3 separate regions of the Mus musculus genome follow, and all the other regions are linked to region 2. Evidence: chromatin contacts called from public Hi-C and HiChIP or PLAC-seq data. All regions are on one chromosome and are shown on one strand. The core of a region is the stretch at or near the end of the contact, and the rest is flanking DNA. Distances in the headings are between cores, read along the strand shown. Region 1 overlaps Gm829 (predicted gene 829). Region 2 holds the start of Shb (src homology 2 domain-containing transforming protein B). Region 3 overlaps Gm31563 (a long non-coding RNA gene).

Region 1 (3,622 bases), core at 243-2,742, 160 kb after region 2:
TTTTAGCCCATGTTGATTGCATTTTATCTTGAAGGTTGCCAACAAACATCTTTATCAGAGGTTGGGCTTGTGACCTAGATCATATCTTTATTTCTAAGGTAATTTATGGATCTTGAGCAAAATTATGAGATAGAGTGGACATTAGAGGAGAGAGAGAAAAGAGGTGAAGGAGAAGGAAGGAGAATGGTGTATGCAGAGAGAAGGAGACACAGCGAGGCGGAGAGACAGACACCAAGAGCCTGTAGCAGGTCCCGCTTATTGCCTACTCTGTGTTTAACTTTTCATCCAATCCAAAATGTCTTGAATTGTCAGTGTAACACAGTGATACACACATGTAATCACAGCATTGAGAGGCAGGAAGTTTGTGAAATTGAGATTAGCATGGGCTATATAGCAGAATTTTGTCTAAAAACAACAACAACAACAACCCAACAAACAAGGGCTGGGAATGTAGTTCTGAGGTAGAGCATGTGTCTATTGTGTGCGAAGTCCCTGAAGCACTGAAGAGCACTTTCTTGATGGGGTGATCAGAGGCAGGGTCAAGAGCTCACTGCTCTGCTCACATAATACCATGGTCTCTGAGCTGCTACCCTGGGTTGAACCCTGTGCCATGGGGAATGATCATGGGAACCCAAGTGGCAGCCACAAAACCACAGAAGCCACAGCTGGTGTGGGAAGCCACTCAGATACATCTTCTGCATTCCCAACTCTTGGCACAGGATCCAGCCAAAGAATGACTCCCAATGAATCCATCCTTCATTAATGTGCGGATATGGAGAGTCCACTGTGGCCCAAGTGTTGAGTTAGGATTTAAGGGTTTAGCAGCGGGACACACTATGTGTGGGGGAAGAAGAAAGAGACTGGGAAGGGAGCAAGCTCATTGAGTTTATAAACTCAGCTCGGAAAGAAGATAGTCAGGAGTTTAGTAAGTGACTTGGAAGCAGTAGTGCTAAGTGACCTTCTGGAGGTGGACAGTGCATGGCATAAGGGACTTGGGTGCTGGTGGCAGGGCGGTGTTTGAATCTGTAGTTGTAACGGTCTCTTCCTTAGCTCTTGGGGTTGTGTGCTTGAAGCTGTCACTCACTCCCCTGCCTGCCTTTGTCCCTGTCTCAGACAGTAGGTTCGCAGAGACACTAAAGCCCTTGGCTGCTATACAGAACCTTATTGTCTTAGAGAAGGGATTGTGATGCCCTTTACTATCCAGACAAGGGAAGAAGCCTGCCGAAAAGTCAAAGCAGGGCAGGGCTGGTCTCTATCTGCTCCTCAGGCGCTGGGCCAGTCTATTTCCTTTTTCCAAGGCTCAAAAGGTCACCCCCAAAGCCTTTTGCAAAAGCTTTCTTTCTTTGCCCTGTCTTCCTTTAAGTCCCTTTCAGAGCCGCTGTCTGCTTTCCCCTTGATAAGAATTTCACAGCAATTCACACACCCTGAGGGGTGAACCATAGCAGGTTGCTGGAGCCAGCCTGTAATTATCCATCCTTCTGCTGAGGGGTGGGGGAAGCACTCACTCGCACTGGGATGGATGCTGATAGCTCTGCCACCTTTCAGTGTTGGCAGAGGCTGGCTCCATGGGGGCCCTGGTTGGGGAGGGCAGGGGGCACAGGGAGATGAGTCTCTAACAGGGAGCTAGAGGTGGGACTCCAGATAGCAGGGAGCAGAGAGACGTATGGCTGGCATCCAAGAACGGTCACACAGTGGAAGTGTTAGGGGCACGCAGGTGTTTCGTGTGGAGAAAGCGGCACAAGCCAAGGCACGGAGTGAACTCAGAGCAAGTGCTTTGGCTGCATAAGAAGGTGCATAATGGGAGGTGAAGCTGGATCCATCAGAAGCCCTAAGTGCCTTCCTTTTACCTTGGCCTTGGGCAGAGATTATAAACGAGCTTCCCTAGAACAGATGGAGACCTCCGATGAGCCTATTTGTCCCCGTAGTGCTTTTGTGTTATTTTTAGTGTGTTGAGTTAGTTGCCAAACTGGAAAATTGGAAGGTTTCACATACACACAGGAAGGAAGGAAGGAAGGAAGGAAGGAAGGAAGGAAGGAAGGAAGGAAGGAGGAAAAGAAAGGATTCCTGGCTGTCTGGAAGAAGCCGCAGAGCTGGCAGTCCTGGGCCTGGCAAACATGACTGGCATGTGTTTACAGATGGCATTGTGTGGGGGAGAGAGTCTGTGCTTAGTACGTCTTGAAAGAGTCTGTGTACTGCCTCCCCAAGTTAGAATCACAATAGAAGAATATTTAATAATATGGAAGATATTCTTTTTTAAAGATTTATTTTTATTATTTCCAATTATGTGTAGGTAGGTAGGTGTGTGTGTGTGTGTGTGTGTGTGTGTATCCTGTGTGCAGGTATGTATGTGAGTACAGGTGTCCGCAGAAGCCAGGTGTCTGGCCATCGGGTGTCCTGGAGTTGCAGTTATGGGCAACTGTGAGGACCCTGATGTGGGTGCCGGAAACCCAACTCCAGTCCTCTGAAAAAGCAGCAAGGATCTTAACCACTGAGCCATCTTTTCAGTCCCTGAGAAATTCCTGAAATAGGCAGTAACAGAATAGAATATTCACTGTGCAATGACGTTTAGCACGTCTGGTTGTCTCCGGTGTGACTTTTGTTCCTTTGCCTGTCTCCATTTTCATAAGGAGCACACACAGCATGAGGTCAGGTGGTCACATCCTGAGGCCCTGAGGTGAGCAGCTTCGCCCCACCCCCTGATCACTGGCACATCTTACTGCCTCCTGAGCTACAGGGACAGCGATCCTGGTTAGAATGATAAGCCTTTTGTCTTTGTAATAGACACTATCAATATAAGCTATTAAAATTCACCTTAGGTTAATCTTTAAAGTAAACCTGAACTGAACGATGGGTTTAAAGCCTTTCAAGGTTTCACAGGCACACACGGGCACTGTACTGTCTTCAGTTTGCTGGTTGTAGCCTGTTCTCCTCTGGGTTGTTGACCTTGCTACCTATTCTGCTGTTTCCTTCTTCCTGAGGACCTTCTGACCCTTATCTATACTGAATTTTGGTGGCGGGGCATCTTTGCATCTTCAGCCTCTCTGTCTTTGCCACCATGCCAGGATGAAATTCCTCCCACCTCTTTATCAAAGCCACTGAACAACATCACCTACTCTCTGTGGTCTTAGACTCAGCTCACTAAGTGATCTTGCTAACACTGCACTAGCCATTTCTCTGTGATCAGATACTCGAGCAAAAGCAACTTAAGGGAGAAGGGTTCACCTGGGCACACAGTTCGAGAGGATTACAGTCTACCATGATCGGGAACAAGCGTCTGCAGGAACAGCAAGCAGGGACTGAACAGGAATGGGGCTGTGCTGTAAGAGCTCAAGCCCCGCCCCCACAACCCACTTCCTGTAGCAAAGCTCCTCCTTTCACAGACTTCCAAAGTAGCTCCACTAATTTTGGACAAACCCTGGTGACTTAGGCAAGTTGGTTCCATCCAGATTATTTATAAACATCTAGTAAGGAGAGCATCATAGTCTGTAACTATCGTTCTTCTGGTGCTTGATAGCTTCTAAAGCACTTTTGTGTTCATTCATTGCCAACTGGTTCGGTCATAAAGGATATGACTAGCTCCTCACTTGACTCTGGGTATCTGGAGGTAAGGACAGGGCCTTTG
Region 2 (3,835 bases), core at 812-3,311:
GAAGGGAGGTTAACTCAGGAGTGTGAAGGGAAGGAAGAGTAGAGGGGCCTGCCTGTAATTAACTCCCTTGTTATGAAGCAGGGAACAAGATGGCCTGATAGATTCGGCAGGGGATTGCCACAAAGGCTTCTCATTCCCGAGACGGTACTACAGGGATGGAATCAGGAAAGAGAATGAAGTGGGCAGAGAAGGGTCTCTTTTTAGCAGACTGCCTGCGGAGCTGGGGAGAGCGGGTGGGAAAGGCCAGATGGGTAAATTCTCTGGGAGGACGAACCTTAACACCGGAAAAGCCTGCATGGGGGTTCCCAATATCGCTCTAGTACAAAAGGCCGCTTGGCTTCGGAAACCTGGCACGCAGAGTGGGACGTTTAGAAGCATTTACACACATACAGATATTCTGGGACAGCCAATAAGGAAATCTACGACCCGGAGATTCCCTTTCCCATTCTAGACCTCAATTCCCATCTGCATCTGGGAGGGGGACCACTACAGGGACCCCGGGGTAAACGAGAGTAAATGCTCTTTTAGGCCAGCCGCTGCTAACTTTACTGGGGGAGCCGGAAGGGCTGGCTGGGTCTGTCTTCTGGGTAGTTAGACGGGGTGCTCTCGCTCTGGCTCTGGGATCCGCAAGGGTGCGTTTGGGGAGCAGGAACCAAAGAGTCGGAGTCTAATCACCATCTGGCAAAATGAGCGCTGTAGCCTAGACCCCAGGATGCCAGAGCAAAGTTGATGCAAGGGATGGGAAACGTGGCAGTGCCTCAGTTCCCCAAGCGCACCAATAGCTTTGGAGCTTACCTTATCTTTCTGACCAGCTCCGGTCTCCTCGGCGGAGCACTTGTTGAGCAGTTTTTTGCCTCCGCAGGTCGTCGGGCTCCAGGTACGGCCGCCAGAGCACACGCCTCCCGGAGGGTCCCCCGCAGCGCTCGCGCTCTCCACTTTGATGAGTCGGTGCTTAGGGGAGATGTAGCGCACCTCCGCCGGCGTCGTCGGCCGCCGCTCGCTGCTGCTGCGGTAGAGGTGCGGGGAGCCGGAGGATGAGGACGAGGACGCGGCGGCGCCCGCTCCCGCCGCCGCGCAGCAGCAGCCCGCAGCTCCCGCTGCCGCCGTGAAGGCGCGCTGGCCCCCGCCGGGGTCCCCGCCGCCGCCGCCGCCGCAGTAGTCCAGGCGGCACATAGCTCGCAGTTTGCGCAGCGACGAGCCCGGCCCGTTGTACGGGTCCTCGAAGTCGCGCTCCTTCTGCGCGCGGTAGGCGCGGATGAGGTCACTCGTGCTGCCGCTGTCGTCGGGCAGAGAGCCCGACGAGGCCGAGAAGCAGGCGGCGGCCGACCCACAGGACGCCGAGGACGCCGAGCAGGCCTGCGGCACGGCCTGCGGGGGCTGCTCTCGTCGCTCGCCCCGGCGCCGCTGCTCCCGGTAGTCCGGCCTCGGCGGCTGCGGCGGACTCTTAGTCTTGCTGTTGCCCAAGCTGAAGTACTTGTTCAGCCACTTGGCCATGGCGAAGGGCCGCCTAGGGCCGCGGCGCGCGAGCCCGGTCCGCCGCCGCGGCCATTCGGGGGACAACGCTGTCGCCCAGTCCCGCAACGCCCCTGCCCCGGTGGGGGGCGTGCGGGGCACCGGTCGCCAAGTTCAAGTTCTCGCAGCCGCCGCCTCCTGCCGGCCGCCGCCTGGCTCCGGCCGCTGCTGCACAGCCCTCCGCCCCTGCCGCGCGCCGACCGAGCTTTGGATCTCGCGCCCCGCACAGACGTGTCTCATAGGGACCCGGGCCGCCTAGAGCGGAAGGCCAGGCGCCCCCCGCCGCGCACGCCCGCACCCAGCGCCCCCACCCTCGCGGAGCGCGCCCCTGCCCCGTGCGAGCCGCGGCCAGCTGCGGGCTTCTCGAGTGCACGGGGGCGAGCCCGGCCCCACTGCGGGTCGGAAAACAAGCGAACGAATGAGGGAGGCGGCCGGCGCCTGGCGGAGCCCGCGCGCCCCTGCCCGTCCCGGCGGCGCCTGGCTCTGCCGCTGCCTCTGCTGCCGCCTCCCGAGCCGCCGCGTGTGTGACACTCGGCCGCCAGAACCCGCCCAGCGCCGCGGCCCCGCCCCTTCCCGCAGGCCCCACCCCTCCGCCAATGCCACGCCCCTCCTAGGCCACGCCCCCGCGTGCAGCCAGGAACCTCCTCACGACTGCACGAGCCACCTCCTGCGGCCGCCTGGGCGCCAGCTCCGGGGTCCTGCCCTAGGGCGCCCGCGTCCTGCGGCTTGGCAGGCCGTGCCTCCCTCCAGCAGGGACTGCGGCTCTTTGAAGCCAAAGCAGTCAGCACAGTCCCTGGGGGCCCACGCGCCGTGCACTCTAGGAATGGATGTCCACCATCGAGGTGGTAGGCAGGCTGGACTAACGCACGACCTCTAGTTGACCGAGAGGACCATGCAGAGGAGATGCCCTAAAATGAGAGAGTGGCTGTCCCTCTTCTCTTTAAAGGGACAGAGACTCCGGTTCAGCTTTTCCGGCGCCGGGTCTTCGGAAAAACTCTTTATGCTAATGAGTGTATTAGCAATCCAGATGACGGATCCGGACGGGATAGGCGGCTGGGACCAGGCGGGGCACCAATCCCTGAGCAAGGCTAAGGGGAGGTCGGACTGTTTGCTTACCTTTTCACCTTCTAGGAAGTGGGGCTTTAACCCTGTTCACTGCCAACCTAGTGGAACCAGCTATGTAAACATTTAACGCTTAAGGTTGCCGGAGCTGGCGAGACTCTATTTAATCCAGAGACAGTTTTCCAGATGGAGAAACTGAGGCCCCGAGGTAGATTATACATGGATGACTAGGATCTGGTGGCACTGTGATGATGTAACTTAAGACAATGGAGTTATTATCCAAACGTGAGGAAACCCAGGCCAAAGGGGGGTAGCTTTCTGAGTCTGCTCTCAGAGGGGGTAGCAGGAGCCTTGTCAAGAACAAAATACTGCCTGAAAATGAAATAAGATATCTGCCTTCTAGATGTTAGATATGTTTGGAAGTTCTATTTGGCCAGCCCCACCCCCCATCCCCCTTGAGTACCTCTGAGCTGAAACCGTCCTTCAGAATGGTGATTTGCCAAAATAACACACTGTGACCGTAATTTCACCTGTCACCTGTACATTATATATAGGTTGGACACACTGTTTTTCCTGTGTCCTGTAGGAACAGTAACCTATCGAAGTAGAGAGCAAATCCAGGATCTGCTAGTACTGGAGGTCAGACTCTCATCCTGAGACTTCGGGACCTGGTAAGGCACAATGTGACCTCTTCCAAACTCTCCCTGCGACCTACCAGACTCAGGCTCCAGCGACACCACACTAGAAAAAGGCAGACCCATGACTCCGAAGGCTCCAATCTATCTGCTCAGCCCCACGTAGTCAGACTACTTGCCTCTCTCGTTCCCTAAGACCACTTGAATTTCCCAAACCCCACTGCTACCTGAACCCCAACAATCTCCGATAACATTCCCACTTATTTCTTACCTGAGACCTATTCATTTAGCATCCTTAGGAAATAGTCTTAAACTCTGCACACAGGACAAGGCTGAACGTTTGGTGTGTGGAGCATAGATAGGGAGAGACCCCAGAAGTTGATGCTGAGATGCTTATTTTGGGTATCCCTACACTTATATGTCTCAAATTACCCTTTAAATCCTTGCTCTGCTGCGCAAGCACTTAATCATGCTGCATGGAGGGAGGCCCCAATTAAGGGGAAAAAACCTGACCGACCAGGACATCCTCGTTTTAAGCCCCACCCCCGTCCCGCCCCCTCCCTCCAGCTTCTAGGCTCAGGAAGGAAAGGAAGCCAGATCCTGGCAGTCAGCCAGGCCACCTGGGC
Region 3 (3,965 bases), core at 83-2,582, 200 kb after region 2:
ACCTTGAACTTTTTTTTTTTTAATCTTCCTGCCTCCACCTCCAGAATGCTGGGAGTGTGCACTACAGTGTGCGCCACCACATAGGTTTCTGCAGTGCTGGGCTCAAACCCAGGGCTTTGTATGTGCTATGCAAGTACTCTACAACTGAGCTACGTCCCCAGCCCACTGCAAACTGTCTTTTATCCCTTCAGCAAATCTGTCTTGAGTATGTCACTTAAGACACTGGCTGGACAAAGAGGCACAATTCCTCCCTCTCCCCTGGCTGGGAGCTCAGGAGGAGAATGGACCATTGTTGCCATGACAACACCTTGTCCCATCACTGCTGTGACTATGGTGGCCTTGCAGTGACTGTCCTAACAAGGTCAGCACAGGACTCTAAGCTGAGTCCTGTGACTTAGTGACCTTGGTGAGGTCACCAGGCTTTGCAGAGGAGGCAGCAACTAAGCTGAGGCCTAAAGAAGGAGCAGCAGCTGGCCGGGAAAGAGCTCGGATGTGGCCTGGGGGGAGTGGAAATTCCAAACATCTCGGAATCAACCATGCACCAAAACCAATGGGAGAACTCCTCTGGACCCAGGCTAATGCCCTGAAACAGTCCACAGTCTCCTCATAATTTCTTACGCCCTTTATAGGTCAGATAACACATCGTAACCTCTGTCTCTGTGACCATCTGAGGGTTGTCCATTGAGTCCCCTGAGCATCAGTGGAATTTTCCATTACGGTTACACATGTTTACAGGAACAGACATTGGAGTAAGAAGCAATTTAGGTGGCAAAACATTTCCTTAGCAACATGTTCCACTATACGCCTTTTGGCTAGAGAGCTGTGGTAATCACGCTTTAGGGATGTTTCTTGTAAGGTTTGTCTAAGATAAGGGACTTGAACAAGCAGTAAGGACCAGCCACTCTTTAACTCATTCTGCTTTCCCACAATCCTTTAGTTTCTAGGTAGAGAGTTTCGTCAGGCTCTCCTAACATGAAGTCGTAATTTGATCTTATTAGGTGCATATGTAAGAGTGTAATGACATACTTGCATCATCTCTCTTTCATATACAAATGTCCAGGGACTAAAGAAAGCCAGGAGGTAACACCAACCGGCCTTGCTGTGTTGGTTGGCAGAGAAGCCGCAACCATATCTGTTTCCTCCACCTCCTGTGTCTGTTGAGATTCTGTGCACCTTCACTTAGAGTCAGTGAGCCGGAGACTTATGCAGGAGAGACTGGGGTGAGAGCCCAGCTAGGCAGTGCTGCAAGCTCCTGCTAACAGAGGTGCATGATCGCTGTGTGGCCTTCAGAGCTGTCCCAGGCTGGTGGAGTCCCAGGGTCACTGCTCCATTAGGGACTGTCTGAGTGATCACCTCAGTGGTGATTAATGCTGCTTCCCTCAGCCAGCCCCAGGTCTGCAGCCAAGAGCTGCTGTCATCTCTTTATTCTTCTGCCCTGCCATTATTGAAAATCAATAAACTGTCCCAGCCCAATGAAGTTCAGCGACTGGGGTGGAGTCCATAAATCAAATAAAAACTAAATTATATTTAAATAGGAATGAGGACTAAGAGGCTATGTTGGAGTGCAGCTGGGGTGCCCAATGGATAAAGAAAACAAACACACTGAGCCAGAAAGGTAAACGGCTGGCAAGCCTCTGGGGACATTGTGCCCCACTCTATATTATCCAGCTCTGAAGGGTGAGTCCAGCCCAGCTGGGACTCCCTCTGTGGTCACACAGTGGGGGATCCGCTGCTCAAACACAGGCCTTGAACTTCTCCAGGACCCACTGCGCTTCTCCCAACTGACTCCAGATCAACCCCAAGCAACAATGCATTGACAAGAATTTGAGAGGAAACGCAGGAGAGAGGGTCCACACAGTCAGGCCTATTGCTCTTTCCTTTATTATTCCTGCCTCTGGGTTCCTCTTTAAGACGCTAAATGGCGTCTGCTGTCAATCTCTGCCACCAGAAAGGGATCTGGAGCTTGTACAGGGCCGGGACACCAAGAAATAGCTAATATTCTGGCTGGAGGAGGATCTTCAGAAAGGTTTTGTCTTACTGGTGGGCCTGGCATAACTCTAACTAAGGTGTCTGGAGGCCTGGAAAGGATCTGACCCATTTGTGCTCCCAAACAAAACACAGTGCTACTTAAAGGAACACAAAATCCAGCAGTGATGCATAGAAAACGTGCAGCGCCTGCCTACAAGGGGAAAATTTACCCAGTGGTCTAAGAAGTAGGAAAATATGGGCAGTAACTCGATACAGATGGTGATGAAATCAACAGATGAGATCATTAGAGCAGCGACCCACAGGTTCAATGAGACCCCAACGCAGGGAGACTTAAGATCCCCGGGGACACAGGAAATGGGATCTATCTGTGCGAGTAACTTGCTCAGTGAGAAAGGCATAGATTACTGATGCTGGCCACAGCACGAGCAGATTTTAAAACCATTATGCTGATTGCACGTAGACAAAATTCTGGGGAAAAAAGCAAAACTATGGTAATAAGAAGCAGATCCCTTGCTGTAGAATGGGTTGGGGAAGGAACTGACCTGTAGAGGGTGCAAAGGAGCTGTTGGTAGGGGTCAGTGGGAGCGCTCTTGTAACTGTGCGTATAGATTTGTCAGAACTCATTGTTAGAGGGATGGAGAGATGGTGACGTCGTGGTAGTTAAGAGTTGCAGCCGCTCTTCCAGAGATTGCAATTCAGTCCTCAGCATCACATAACAGCCTGGAATTCCAGCTCCAGCAGGATCTGATAACCTTCTCCTAGCCTCCAAGGGCACCTGCACTCCTGTGCCTGTACCCCATAAACACACACACACAAAACACACATAGTCATGTACACATAAAGAAAAATGAATCTTAACAACAACAACAATAAAACCTCATTGTGGAGGAGGATACGGCGTGGCTATAAGAAGATGATGTGAGAGATCTGTGGGCATGAAGTCATCAGTATCTGGACTGTGGTGATTGACATACCAACCTAAAAATGATGTCATGGGTAGAACCAAACACACTCATACAGATGAGCACAAGCACACTTGGAGAGAGAGAGAGAGAGAGAGAGAGAGAGAGAGGGGGGGGGGGAGGGGGAGGGGGAGGGGAGGGAAGGGGGAGGGGGAGAGGGAGAGCTATATAGGATGGGGAGGGGGGAGTCTGTTGATGCCAAGACCCAGGTTGTAAGTTTGTATCTCAGTGTTGCTGAGGAAACTGGGCAAAAGATCCATGCGGTTCTGTAATGTATCTTCCAACTGCATGCAAATCTTAAATAATTCCTAATTTTTGAAAAGGTCCATACAATCCGTCAAAGATGTTTCTTCTCATAACCTGCTCTGTCTTGTCACATCAGCTTCCACGGAGCAGCACTGTACTGACATGGCATACTAAGGAGATGTAGGAGTTTCACCGGCTTTTTTCTTCCTTTTTTAAACCCACAGGAGAAATTGAAGGCTTTTCTGTTATCCAAGGATGATTGGAAAAGTTATGGGACACACCTGAGATTTCACCCAAGGGTTGAGGGGTAATGAACTACAAAGAACCAATTTGAAGAGACATTGGCAGGAAAAAAAAATTAATGTATTTTCTACTTGTATCCTATTTAACTGGAATTGTTCAAAGAAATAGCTATGGCTTATTACATTATGATAACAGAAGATGGTCTGTATTATTCTTATAGTTCCCAGTTAGCTTCAACTTGACACAGCCCAGAGTGATTGAGAGAGTCTCCTTTGGGGGACTGCCTCTGTCTCACTGGCCTGGGGGGCATGTCTAGGAAGCATTTTCTTGATTGCTAATTGAAGTAGGAAGACCCAGCCCACCACGGGTGGTGCCACTCCTGGCAGATGGTGCTGGGTTATATAAGAAATCCGGCTGAGCATGGCTCAGAAGAAAAAGCTGGTGAGTAATATTCTTCTATAATGACTGCTCCTGGCTTAATTTCTGCCCTGAATTTCCTCATGGATGGAATTATTAATTTTTTAT

The links. Hi-C and Micro-C count contacts between places; a contact is called where the count stands out from the background. HiChIP or PLAC-seq counts read pairs in DNA pulled down with a chosen protein or histone mark.
Region 1: a contact with region 2 is called in an H3K4me3 HiChIP or PLAC-seq map of embryonic forebrain, with 2.8 times the contacts expected there. The contact joins the enhancer-like site here to the promoter of Shb in region 2. A contact is called at or near these places in 2 of 39 promoter capture datasets (second pharyngeal arch cranial neural crest and trophoblast stem cells), 4 of 484 Hi-C or Micro-C datasets (the N1E-115 cell line, the P5424 cell line, nephron progenitors and 1 more), 6 of 115 datasets of contacts at active chromatin or transcription factors (embryonic basal ganglia, embryonic forebrain, embryonic hindbrain and 3 more) and 1 of 9 other capture datasets (pancreatic islet).
Region 3: a Hi-C map of the N1E-115 cell line shows a contact between it and region 2, with 17 times the contacts expected there. The contact joins the enhancer-like site here to the promoter of Shb in region 2. A contact is called at or near these places in 7 of 484 Hi-C or Micro-C datasets (the HL-1 cell line, the N1E-115 cell line, liver and 2 more), 12 of 115 datasets of contacts at active chromatin or transcription factors (the SCID.adh cell line, craniofacial prominence, embryonic basal ganglia and 9 more) and 2 of 9 other capture datasets (adipose tissue and pancreatic islet).

Annotation. Positions count from the first base shown.
Region 1 is chr4:45,688,604-45,692,225 of GRCm38.p6, forward strand. All of the region lies in intron 1 of Gm829 (predicted gene 829), which reads left to right. Among named protein-coding and RNA genes, the nearest start is that of Gm829, 6.8 kb to the left of the region's middle. Within about 2 kb of position 1,493, at least 28 of the 459 cell types and tissues checked have an H3K27ac peak or open chromatin away from gene starts, as enhancers often do. A contact at or near this core is called in embryonic basal ganglia, embryonic forebrain and trophoblast stem cells, where this site is marked.
Region 2 is chr4:45,528,767-45,532,601 of GRCm38.p6, forward strand. Shb (src homology 2 domain-containing transforming protein B) reads right to left here and starts at 2,062. Exons shown (of 6, transcript NM_001033306.1): 1 at 796-2,062. The coding sequence starts at 1,494.
Region 3 is chr4:45,728,684-45,732,648 of GRCm38.p6, forward strand. Gm31563 (a long non-coding RNA gene) reads right to left here. Exons shown (of 4, transcript XR_881227.1): 2 at 2,532-2,778. Among named protein-coding and RNA genes, the nearest start is that of Gm31563, 9.6 kb to the right of the region's middle. Within about 2 kb of position 1,333, at least 30 of the 459 cell types and tissues checked have an H3K27ac peak or open chromatin away from gene starts, as enhancers often do. A contact at or near this core is called in the N1E-115 cell line and the SCID.adh cell line, where this site is marked.